Regions from separate parts of the Ovis aries genome. Here region 2 is linked to region 1. Evidence: chromatin contacts called from public Hi-C data. All regions are on one chromosome and are shown on one strand. Each heading gives the region's core, a stretch centred on a gene start, on an enhancer-like site or on the middle of the called end of the contact. The rest is flanking DNA. Distances are from core to core; before and after follow the strand shown. Region 1 holds the start of TMEM132D (transmembrane protein 132D). Region 2 overlaps TMEM132D (transmembrane protein 132D).

Region 1 (6,227 bases), core at 1,909-4,408:
CTCCTTGAAATAAGCCCAATGCTTCAGAAACTTAGGAACTTAATTGAAAATGCAACTTACATCACTAAAGGGAAACTGAGACATCAAACACATTAATAGCCAAAATAAAAATAAAACCAGCATTCAAAAATTCTAGCTAGACACCATCACTCTGCACAGGAAAATATGCCTTCTATTTTGAAACCAAGGGCATTTATAATCGTGAAAAGTTGTCCTACGAGTTGCTTAGGTCTCAGCCTTTCTCCTTGATGTGATTTGAAAGGCTGGAAGAGGAACTGATTCCATTTTAGAGGAGGCTCCATCCTTGTGGTATCCAGAAGCCTCCTATAACCACCTGTGGGACAGTTCCCTTCCATCCTGGAATTCCATCTTCATCATTTCCTGGTCTTTCTGAAAACTGCTGCAGAAAAATGTTTTGCTTTTATGGAAAGTTGACCCAACCCAAACTGCCTGGTGTCCCAGCTTAATTCACAAAGTGGGAAGAATTAGTACTGTTTAATTACTGACAGAATTAGGCTTACAGATTGATTTATGGCCTTACAGAGGAAACAGATATTCTTGGAAGAAAGCAGATTTCTCACAATTAATTTGAGGCAGGCTCTACGGTTGGGAAGTGCTCCCAGAGGCCTGGGATGCTACTGAAGAGCTGGTAGGCCTCAGCCTACTTCTCTAAAGTCTTCCTAAGGCGTTGCCTCTCCCAGGATTAGTTGTGCTAATTACCCAAAGAAGATGAGATATATTAGCTAGAACAGCGTCTTGGAGACTGAATAGCTATGCTTACATCGTATTTCAGCCACTGATCCAGTCCCTGGAGTTGCAGCTTCCCAAAACTTGAACACCAAAGAGTAGGAAAAATTTTTGTGAGTCAACTGTGTATAACGGGGAAATGGTTTACCCTGGAATCTGTTAGCTACTTTTTGCCCTGAGGATACAGATAGAGAAAATTTTTTGCCATGAAATACCTCCCATCCTTCCCCCCAAATGTACTTGGTGATTGCAGTTCTGAAAAACAAACAAACAAACACCAAAAAACAATTTGAATTAGAATACATAAAAAGATTGTTTTTAATAAAGCATAGGATCATTACATCCTAGTCAATACATTTGAAAAATGTTTTAGAAATAGACTCCATTTCACATTGAAACGGGCTCTGACAACCTGAAGTTGGCATTCTGTTCAAGCTACTGGCTCCGCCATTAAGAAGACAGATGGAGATGTGCCAGGGACTAAACCTCAGCTTCCCCATCATTGAGGTGGAGGGGATAGGGGACTCGACTAGTGGTCCTTGGGTGGGCAGCATCAGTATCACCTGGCAATTGTTAGAAACACAGATTCTTGAGTGTCACCTGCTGCTGCTGCTGCTGCTGCTAATAGACTTGATAAACAAGAGGCTCTAGGGGTGGGGATGGAGGACTCACTATCCCAGGTGATGTTGATACTTACTCAAATTTTGCAAGCACTGAAACACATAATCGCTTAGGTTCTTTGTTGTATTAACTCTTTAGAGTTTTATAGGAGAGAGATGCAAAGTGAAAAGGCAGAAAGTTTAAAAAGCAAATGAAAAAAAAAAACAAACCCAAACAACAAAACCATCCAGAAAGACAGACAGACATTCAAAAAAGTAAATATAGGATAAATAGAAGCCACATCTCACAGAGAAGGAAATCCAGACAGACACTCTTGAAAATTTGCAAGCTAAGCACCCAAAGTGTTGATATATTTTTCCAGTGACGGGCATATAAAATAAAACTTCTGTGGCTCCCTTGGCTGAATGATAATGACCCATTTTTACCTACTGAGGTAAAGTCACCTCATTTGATTTGGTTGTTGTCGGTTTACAATATTCTTTAAATATTCAGACTGCTTTCTCTCGCTCTCATTTCTGATTCGGGTAATTCAAAGGCTCCCATGGAGAAGTCCTTGGGCTAAAATCAGAGGCTGATGCTCTGTAGCCTCGGTTTCCAGCATGTCTTAATTAGGCATTCAGGAAGGATAAATGAACTTGTCTTTTATCTTCTCAAGGCCAAGCTGGCCCCTAACGATCCATTCCTAGTTCCAAATGGGCCAGAGGGAAGTCAGGACGGAATTCTTTTAGGATCAGTGACTTGGTAGTCATTCCAGGATAGAGGCGGGGTGAGGCCGGCATGACCCTCGGGACGGCTGGCAAGTCGAAGTCTTCCTCCCTAGATATTGTTGGGGAAGATCCAGCGCGGGGGTGTGGGGCCCTTTACAGCCATCTTCTCATTTACTGTCAGGCGGAGAGCATTAGAAACTCCCAGGACAGAGGACCTGCCCTTAGCTTGAGGTCTGACTCGCAGGAGAAGGTAAATGGTCTTCTTGACACCTGTTGGGAGAGTGGGCAGCTCCCTGCAGCCTCCTCCGCGCAGGCCGAGCCGGCCGGGTACTAGCCCGCCTCCCAGCCGCTCCACTCCCGCTCCAGCGCGCAGCGAGGGGGTGGCCGGGAGGGTGGGTGAGGGGCAGACCCGGAGAGGTGGGATTGACTGTGCGGATTGGGGCTTGCGGCTGTCACTCCAAAAGGGTGGGGCTTTTTTAAAAAAGACAAATTTTTAAGGCAGACCCCGAGTCCGCACCCGACACCGTGGCGCTCGCGTCCGTGCCGGATGCAGTCTCGGCGGAGCGCGGCCGGTGCGCGGGTGGCCAGGTCCCCGGGCCCGCGGGTCCTCCTCCGCGCGCGGCCACCGCGCCTCCCCCAGGCGGCGGGGGCAGCCCTGCGTCCTCGGAGCCGGCGGTGCGCGCCGCGCGCTTAGGTGCCCCCGAGCCTGAGCCCGGGCGGGAGCCCGGCCGGAGCGGGCGGCGCGGGGAGTGACTGCTCCCAGCCAAACTTTGGCGCCGGTGCGCGCCCCGGGGCGCGGCCGGGCGGGATGGGGACCGTGCGCCCGGGCGCCCCGCGCCGTTCCGGGCGCCGGGCCACCCGGCCGGGGGTCCTCGCGCCGCCTCCGCCCGCGCCCTGGGCGCCGCACCCCGGCCGCCCCGCCGCCCGTTAGCCTATCCGCGTCCCTGCGCTCCCGGAGGCGCCCTTTGGGGGCCACCTGGGGGCCAGTCGTCGCTGGGTAAACGGAAAGGAACAAATTCGCGTGGATGAAAATAAAAATATTCTGGTGGGGGTGAAAGGGAGGTGGGGTTTGCCTGCGCGCGCGTTGGACTCGGGAGAGCAACTCCGGAGCGGCGTGCGGTGTCGCCTCCCGGCCGGCCATGGACTGGCGGGAGGAAGAGGCAGGGCGCCGCGGCCGCTCGAGCCCCTAGCCCGGCGCTCCGTCGCCTTCCCGCCCCACTCCGACCCTCGGGGAGCTTGGCGACCGTGTCTTCATCGCCCAGACGGCACCTGGGAGCCGAGGATCTGCGCGCCGGGTCTCCGGGATGTGCGCGTCTGAGATGGGGACGCTGTGGCACCATTGGTCCCCCGTGCTCATCAGCCTGGCCGCCCTCTTCTCCAAAGGTGAGGAGACGCCGCCGCCGCCATCTGGGGGCCCGGGACGAACTTTGCTGGGAGTGAGTGTGTGGGAGGGTGTGCGTGGATGGGGGTAACCGGGAGAGTGGGTGTGGGTGAGCGTTCGTGCGTGTGCACGTGCGCGCGTGCGGCAGCCAAGGTCCTCAGCGGCCCCTTTGCAGCAGGTGCCTCCCGAGAAGACTTGGGCGGGAGGCCCTGAGTGAGAGTGCCGAGGGCGGAAAAATAGCCCGGTCCACCTGGCAGCCTCGGGGAGGAGGTCGCGTGGAGAACCTTGAAAGGAGACGTGGGCCTTGGGAGGGCTGAGGAAGATGTCCGAGGAAGGGATTGAAATGACCTCCTGAAAAGGTTCTGGAATTTGGACTTGACTTTTTCTGCTGGCAGGCACCCGTGAGGGTATAATTCCAGAGCGTGCCTCTGTATGGGAATGCAGTTAAGTGCATTCGTCGGCTACGACGCCTATGAGATGGGGCCAGCTCTGGAGAGGTGGCCCTGAGTTTCTCTAAGAGAGGTTTTGGGGACAGGCTTCTCTTCCTTTGCCTTCTGTGGCCGTTTGTCCGGGGGCAGCATCCGTGAGGGTTGGGCGTAGAGTTTAAACCGTGCTTATCACCTGCGTTCCCCCAGCAGAGCCCCTTATTTGCAGCTGCCAGAAAGGCCGGGATTCCCCATCTGCTTCCCTTCTGTCAGCATCCCTCTCTGTCATTGGTAGAGCAAGTTGGAATGCTCAGGACAGGAATGCCTTGAAGGGAAATTATTTGATTCACACGTGAGTTTGTAGAAAGGATCAGCAGTTCTTCCTGCTTACTGATCAGGACTCTATTTGTGTGTGGTTCCTTCTCTCAAGAGCCTTGTTCCTACTGAGAGAGAGAGAGAGATTAGAAGAAACGTGGAGCTTTTTAGCAGTCTCCCATGTGTGTCCCCAAATCCCTGTAAACAGATTTTTGTTCTCCGGAGAAGATTTCCGAGATGAGATCGCTCTCAGAAACTTCAAAGCCAATTATCATGCACAGAGCCTTTTAATTACAGGAATTTTCTGTTCTCAGAGCCCTTCCAGCATCGCTGAGGTTACACTGCTTTAGAACTGACAATAGCCCGCTTTTGTGCTGGTGTGATTTAGGAAGAGGGTGACCCGTGCCCACTCTGCTTGGCTGCCTTTTCAAGTGTGGTCTCAAGGGCTCCTGTCTCCTAATTATGAGTTAGAGCGATTCTGAGGGCCAGAGCCTCGGGGGTTTGGTTGATGAATTTGGTGAAGCCAACCCAGGCAGATGTGAGGTTAAGAAAACCTGAATCCACAGCAACAGCCCAGCAGATTTGCCTTTTGCTACGAGGCATGTTTTTTATTGGTTGTCGCTTGATTTGATAGTAGGAATGGACTCCTGTGTTTTATGCTGCAGTAACAAGGTTTTACTAAGAAAGGTGCAGAATAGCTTTGTAAATATGACCTAACTATTGTTTCCTTGGTTAGGTACATAGTTCTCTTACTGATCTCCTTATTAGATTGAGTCGGGTTGAAAAGAAATGTATTTCCCCTGATAATCTCTTGAACTTTTTCAAGTGGAAACACTGAAAATGTCCTTAAAATGAGAAACTCTGATGTGGAAAGATGCTATAAGCCCAGCCTATGGCATATTTTGAATTGAACACCCCTAAAACCATTCTGTCCTATAAAATGTCCTGGTGCAGATAATAATGGTCTTTTAAATGCAGGGACCGTGCAGTTCTTTTTCCATTATGTTCAAGTCACTCTGTGCTCTCAGATCCTCTGACTGCCTGAAAGTTGTGAACCAGCTTGAAATCCAAGATGGACTGTATTTCAGAGGATTGTGATCGGAAGAAAACATATGCATAGACACAGGACCATCCACAGTGCCCAGTTTATCTGGGTCCAGTGGAAAGATGGAGATTATTACCAAATACTAAATATTGCTTCAGTGTATTATTGTTTTTACTGCATTGCTCTAGTTCTTTCTAAAGATGACGCCTTAAAGGAACAGATGTGCACATTTTAACAAGAGGCTAAGGCCTTTGAACCTCACATTTGTTTAAATTTTATGCACAGGAAGTGATTGGAGATAGAGCAACCTCATAGATCTTTGGAAAATCAAATAAAAATAAAATTTCATTGCTTGCACTTCTATCCCTTGGGAACTGGGACCTCTGCTATGACAAAAAGTTTGATCAGCACTGTTGTCGGGAGGTCCCAGCCTTCACTGGAGAATGGTCTTTATGTCAAGTCATCAGAGGGCTTGTGTCTTAAGTTTCAGATATGATCTTATTGAAAACTTCATGCCGATTACAGCTGTGCCAGCTTGCGAATGTGGTTTACTATGATGCTATTGGCTTCATGGAAGGGGGCAGGGCATGGAAAGGAAAGGGGCCCAAAGACAAATTAACGAGATTGTTATGGCAAGTTCACCTGTCGGGCACATACTGGCCAGACAAACTGAAACGTCAGAATTTGGAACAGAGAAAGGTTTATTGCAGGACCATGCAAGGAGACAGGTGGCTTATGCCCTAAAAAGCCTCAAGCTCCCTGAAGAGTTTTGGCAAAGCGTTTTTAAAAGCCCAGTAAGGGAGGTGGTGGTAGGGATCACAGGGTACCTGATCAAATGGTGCACAATTCTCTGGCTGATGATGAGGGAACAGGGCAGGGTCACACGGGTTAACTTTATCTATCCTTAGGCTCCAGGGTTTGTGGGGCTATGTGCTCTCAAGTAGTTAACATCTTCCATTTGGTGGTGGGGTTTCTTGTTTGCAAAA
Region 2 (6,227 bases), core at 1,504-4,003, 150 kb after region 1:
CATTCAAGTGAGACTGGGTATGTGATACCTAAACGTCAGAAAAGCAGTGAGTCCCCAGGCTTGCTCAGGCTTGGCAAGAATCATCTAAGTTGACTTGAGGCCAGGTGTGTGAGGACCAGAATCGGCGGGAAGTGGTACACTGTAGGGCATCTCTGAGACTGCAGGATGTTCCTCACCTTGGAGGGGACACTCAGCTCTTCAGACATCCTGCTGTGTCACCCTGGGCCTTCTGGCCCCCGATTCCAACCTGATGATGCTGAATGTGCTACGCTGGAGGATAGTTCTAAGAATTACATGTAAATACATGTGGTCCCACAATATTTGGTGATTAATAATAATAACTATTATTATTATTAATCACTTTGGATGGTGACTGCAGCCATGAAATTAAAAGATGCTTGCTCTTTGGAAGAAAAGCTATGACCAACCTATACAGCATATTAAAAAGCAGAAACATCACAGTGCCAACAAAGGCCCATATAATCAAAGCTATGGTTTTTCTAGTAGTCATGTATGAATGTTAGAGTTGGATCATAAAGAAGGCTGAGTGCCGAAGAATTGATGCTTTTGAACCTTGGTGATGGAGAAGACTCTTGAGAGTCCCTTGGATAGCAAGGAGATCCAACCACTCCATCCTAAAGAAAATCAACCTTGAATATTCACTGGAAGGACTGATGCTGAAGCTGCAGTTACAAAACTTTGGCTACCTGATGAGAAGAGCCGACTCGTTGGAAAAGACCCTGATGCTGGGAAAGATTGATGGCACGGGGAGAAGGGGGCGACAGAGGATGAGATGGTTGGATGGCATCACCAACTCAATGGTCATAAGTTTGAGCCAGCTCTAGGAGATGATGAAGGACAGGAAACCCTAGTGTGCTACGGTCTGTGGTGTCACAAAGAGTCAGATACGACTGACTGAACAATAACAGCAACAAGAACAATAATAATAAACCATAAGTATATGAGACTTGCCAGCACAGGGGCTGCAATGGAAAATAGCTAGAACCCTTATTATGAGAGCCTTCTCATTGTCTATCCCAGGATATGTTCTCCTTCCTTAAAAACAGGACCCTAATTTACAACAAGCACATGCCACCTGCTGTAAATGTCACATTTCCTTGTAGCTAGGTAGAGCCATTTGATTGTAAGCAGAAGTGTCAAATGGAAATGTCCAATCAGTTCAGTTCAGTTCAGTCTCTCAGTCATGTCCGACTCTTTGCGACCCCATGAATCGCAGCACGCCAGGCCTCCCTGTCCATCACCAATGCCCGGAGTTCACTCAGACTCACGTCCATCAAGTCCGTGATGCCATCCAGCCATCTCATCCTCGGTCGTCCCCTTCTCCTCCCGCCCCCAATCCCTCCCAGCATCAGAGTCTTTTCCAATGAGTCAACTCTTCGCATGAGGTGGCCAAAGTACTGGAGTTTTCAGCTTTAGCATCATTCCTTCCAAAGAAATCCCAGGGCTGATCTCCTTCAGAATGGACTGGTTGGATCTCCTTGCAGTCCAAGGGACTCTCAAGAGTCTTCTCCAGCACCACAGTTCAAAAGCATCAGTTCTTCGGCACTCAGCCTTCTTCACAGTCCAACTCTCACATCCATACCTGACTACTGGAAAACCATAGCCTTGACTAGATGGACCTTAGTCGGCAAAGTAATGTCTCTGCTTTTGAATATACTATCTAGGTTGGTCTTAACTTTTCTTCCAAGGAATAACCGTCTTTTAATTTCATGGCTGCAGTCACCATTTGCAGTGATTTTGGAGCCCCAAAAAGATAAAGTCTGACACTGTTTGTACTGTTTCTCCATCTATTTCCCATGAAGTGATGGGACTGGATGCCATGATCTTCGTTTTCTGAATATTGAGCTTTAAGCCAGCTTTTTCACTCTCCTCTTTCACTTTCATCAGAAGGCTTTTTAGTGTCCTTAAAATGCAAGTGCCTCTCTTTAATCTTCTATCCTTTCTGCTGTCTGGATTTTGGATGTGCTGGCTGGAGCTGTTGCAACCACTGTGTTTCATAAGAATTTTAAAGACATATGTGGGAAAAGATGAAAGGAGCCAGGCTCCTTTTGGATCATGAAGGCACAATTCCAGCCCCTTGCTTAGCACTAGATGGCATTTACATGACAGATACACTTGTTGAAACCACTGTTCCTTTTTTGTTCATTTAGCCTCTGTTATTGTCCTTTTATTCATACTTGGAGTCCATTGTCATGTGTGGTTGAAAGAGTTGTCTGATGATGATGGACCAGTCCAGGGGTGGTTGAAAGTGTTAGAACTTCCATCCCCAAATTAAAAAAAAAAAAGTTAAAGCCCTCAAAATGTACAAAAACTTAAGCTTCTCAATGTTAGGATTATAGACAGCACCTTCCTCCACACAGCACTGCATCCCCAAATAAGTAAAAATAAAACTATATCTGGGTCAGGATTCAAGCTACTATTTTTTATAGTCACCTGTTCCAAACATTTATTTAGTGTAAAAGTCTCAGATTGTCAAAAATCATCCCAGTGCAACAAGAGACTTGCAAACAATTTTCTAAAGCATCTTTGATGCCCGGGATTTACTGTACCCAGTGGGGTGAGTGAGTCATATTAATGCTAACTTGATGGTGTGCACAGGAGCCTTCCAGGAATGATAAACAGCTGGGAATAACTACCGACAAATTCTCCAGATGCCTTTTAACAGTATGCTGGCAGCTGAGTTCATTTGAGATCAGTGCATATTCTCAAGACTTTTATGGGATTGAGCCCAGAGTCTACAATCCTATAAAAGTCTTGAGAAGTTAGTTTCTCAGTGGTAAAGAAGCCGCCTGCCAATACAGCAGAAGCAGGAGACGCGGCTTCCATTGCTCGGTTGCGAAGATGCTCTGGAATGGGAAGTGGCAACCCATTCCAGGATTCTTGCTGGAAAAATCTCATGAACAGAGGAGCCTGGCAGGCTGCCGTCCATGGGGGTCACAAAGAGTCAGAGATGACTGAGCGACTGAGAATTCACACATCAGAGTCTACCCCGGGTTGTTTGAGCATCGTACTTGGGAACGGTGTAGTCTGGGTGGTTAGGCTTGCACCATAAATTAGGAAAAGTTTTTAAAATTGAAAGAGAAGAGTTTATGTTAAAATTTATTTTATTGAAGTAGAGTTGATTTGTGCTGTGTTAATTTTTAATATACAGCAGAGTGATTCAGTTAAATATACCTATTCTTTTTCACATTCTTTTCGACTATAGTTTATCACAGGATGTTGAATGTAGTTCCCTGTGCTATACAGCAGGACTTTTTTGTTTAATCTATACGCAATAGTTTGCATCTGCTAACCCGGAACTCTCAATCTACCCCTCCCGCACCTTCCTACCCCTTGGCATATACAAGTCTGTTCTCTGTTTCTGTAAGTCTGTTTCTGTTTCGTAGATAAGTTCATTTGTGCCATATTTTAGATTTTGCATGTAAGTGATTTTGTATGGTATCTGTCTGTCTCTTTCTGACTGACTTCGTTTAGTATGGTCAGCTCTATCTAGGTCCAGCCATGTTGCTGCAAATGGCATTAGTCTTTTAAAGAGGGCAATTGATGAGACAAGTTTTCTTTTCTGCTGGGGCGAGGAGAAAGGATTTCTGTTGATTTGTCCTTTTGCATAGATTCCTTTTTGTCTTAGGTTGTTAAAAATGATATATGCTTTGTAGAGTGATTTTAACATGTCATTTTTCATTTTGCCCTTTGAATTTAATCACATTTAAATTTCTTTGCATTTGAGAGTTTTTGTTTGCTAGTTGGGGTGCTCTTGGTGATAGTTGATGATGCCCTTGTGTTTTCTGAAAGAGTGGTAAGAACTTGGTGTGTTATAAGAAACAAAGAAAGCTCTTGAGAGGTGCTTTATGAAATCTCCCCAATGGTCCCGTATTCACAGGATGTGAAATGGTCATTCTTTGGTGCCTATGATGATAAGTCAGAGATGGGTTGGGGCACGCTAGGTGACGGTTCTGGTCCAGTGGAGAACCTGTTGATTAGAGGTTGAAATTGAGAATGTACAGGCTGAATCTAACTCAGAGTATTTTTAAATTTTTTATTTTATATTGGGGTATAGTCGATTAACAGTGTTATGATCATTTCAAGAGAACAACCAAGAAACTCAGTCATACATGTATGTGTATCCACTCTCCCTCAAACTCCCCTCCCATCCAGGCTGTCACACAACATTGAGCAGAGTTCCATCTGCTATACAGTAAGACCTTGTTGGTTGTCCATTTTAAACATAACAGTGTGTACATGTCCATCCCAAACTTCCTGTCTCTTTCCCCTTTTCTTCCTGCCTGTTAACCAGAAGTCTCATAGATGTATTTTGTTTGTCCTGCTCAGAGTTGTTTTGTTTTGTTTTTTTTAAAGTTTGGATTCAGTTCAATTCAGTTCAGTCACTCAGTCATGTCTGACTCTTTGCGACCTCATGAATTGCAGCACGCCAGGCCTCCCTGTCCATCACCAACTCCCGGAGCTCACTCAGATTTACTGGAGTTTCCGCTTTAGCATCATTCCTTCCAAAGAAATCCCAGGGCTGATCTCCTTCAGAATGGACTGGTTGGATCTCCTTGCAGTCCAAGGAACTCTCAAGAGATTACTTGCCATTAAAAAATCTATCAATGTCCCATAGGGGGGAAAGGGTGTTTGGCCTCTGTATAATGATCAGCAGAGCCCTAACTTCTTGAAATGGGGCATGAGCTCCAATACCCTGCAGCTCCTACCTGACTCAGTTTTCACCTGCACAATATTAGACTCACCCCGAACCCATAGGAGTTTGGGTTTCTTATTCCTGCTTAGCTAAAAGCCACAGGTAATAATGGTAACAAACATCACAAATGACACTTCGCCCTGGGGCAGCCTTACAGTGTATAGAGCCACCTTGGCTATTCTCCAGGGTTTTCTAAAATGTCTGAATTGAACATATATATATGGCAGATATTTAAAAACACCTCTGTTAATAAAAAAGACATCCTGGTGTCTGACTTTGTTGTTAGAAATGCCACTGTTCAAAGGTATAGATTTATTTTCTTACTCATTTGTGTAAAGGTTGATTAAGAGCAGCTAATGGAGCAATGGACTTGATGATTAAAGAGGATGTTGGTTTTTTTCCCTCCTTGGAAAGATGAAATTTTTTTGAAGGCTATTATCTAAAAATGTAGCTGCAGACCTGACAAGTTGTTCTTGTTACTTTTTTTCCTAGTTAAGAAGCAAGAACTTGCATAAATGATGAAGAAATGCAGTCTTTTCCTTCTTAAGTATCCAATTTAAGTATGTTTATCACCAAGTCTGCTTGAAAAAATGAATTGAGCATTTTTTACAAAACAGCTAGCAAAATAGAAGCAGCAAGGTAAGGCTGACATTTTTCTGTGATGTCTCAGGAATGGCAGGTTAATGCCTTGCTTTCTTAACTAGTAGTGAGTGTGTGCGCGTGCACACACTGTTTGCCACCCCATGGACTCACAGCCAGGAAGTATTCAGAGCTCATCTTGGTTCACTCCACTGTCAATGTGAGCAAGAACCAAAAGAACTGAGAAAGAACCGAGAAAGACTGGGAAATTGGGGGCAGAATGAGGACAGTGGGCGGGGTGGTCACTAGTATTTGAAAATAATGAAAGAACAAAATTGTTGAAAAGAGTGGAGCTTTTCCATCTCAGCTTCTGAAAAGACTTTGCAAACAGCAATCCTAAAATCTCCTCCATACTAACCCTTTGAACTCAAGCATCAGCTCTGTTAAACCAGGTCCCCTGAGGGTAGAGTTTTCACCCAAGTAGGTGTTTCATGGTTCCTGGGATTGAAGTCAAGGGATTATGGACTCTTCGGCATCTTCAAGGAGATTCACAGCATCCCCACACCAGAATATCATCTTTTCCTTTTTCCTTTCCTGAGGTCTTACTTTTACAGAGCAAAGAGTTTAAAGATATATGCCTTTTTTCAGCCTTCCTGGAATGATTTTTTTTTTTTTCAAATCACTGCACAAATACAAAATTCATTACACCTCAGTTTCAAGGCTCATTAGTTGCTGGATCTTGGTTTCTCACCAAGACAGGAGAGAATTTTGTTTCCTTATTGTTGAAGTAGCATAGCATAGAGTACTCAGTGTCAAAAAATATACATATGTGTGTGTATATACACATAGACACACATACATATATACAGATACATGGACACATATACACATACATTTGTATATATATATGTGTGTGTGTGTGTTTATATAT

The links. A called contact is a pair of places that touch in the nucleus more often than the background predicts.
Region 2: a contact with region 1 is called in a Hi-C map of tail adipose tissue, with 4 times the contacts expected there. The contact joins the enhancer-like site here to the promoter of TMEM132D in region 1. A contact is called at or near these places in 2 of 16 Hi-C or Micro-C datasets (skin fibroblasts and tail adipose tissue).

Annotation. Positions count from the first base shown.
Region 1 is chr17:47,247,317-47,253,543 of ARS-UI_Ramb_v3.0, forward strand. TMEM132D (transmembrane protein 132D) reads left to right here and starts at 3,159. Exons shown (of 9, transcript XM_027956399.3): 1 at 3,159-3,458. The coding sequence starts at 3,380.
Region 2 is chr17:47,398,383-47,404,609 of ARS-UI_Ramb_v3.0, forward strand. The region is part of intron 1 of TMEM132D (transmembrane protein 132D); the gene reads left to right. Among named protein-coding and RNA genes, the nearest start is that of TMEM132D, 150 kb to the left of the region's middle. Within about 2 kb of position 2,754, at least 2 of the 54 cell types and tissues checked have an H3K27ac peak or open chromatin away from gene starts, as enhancers often do.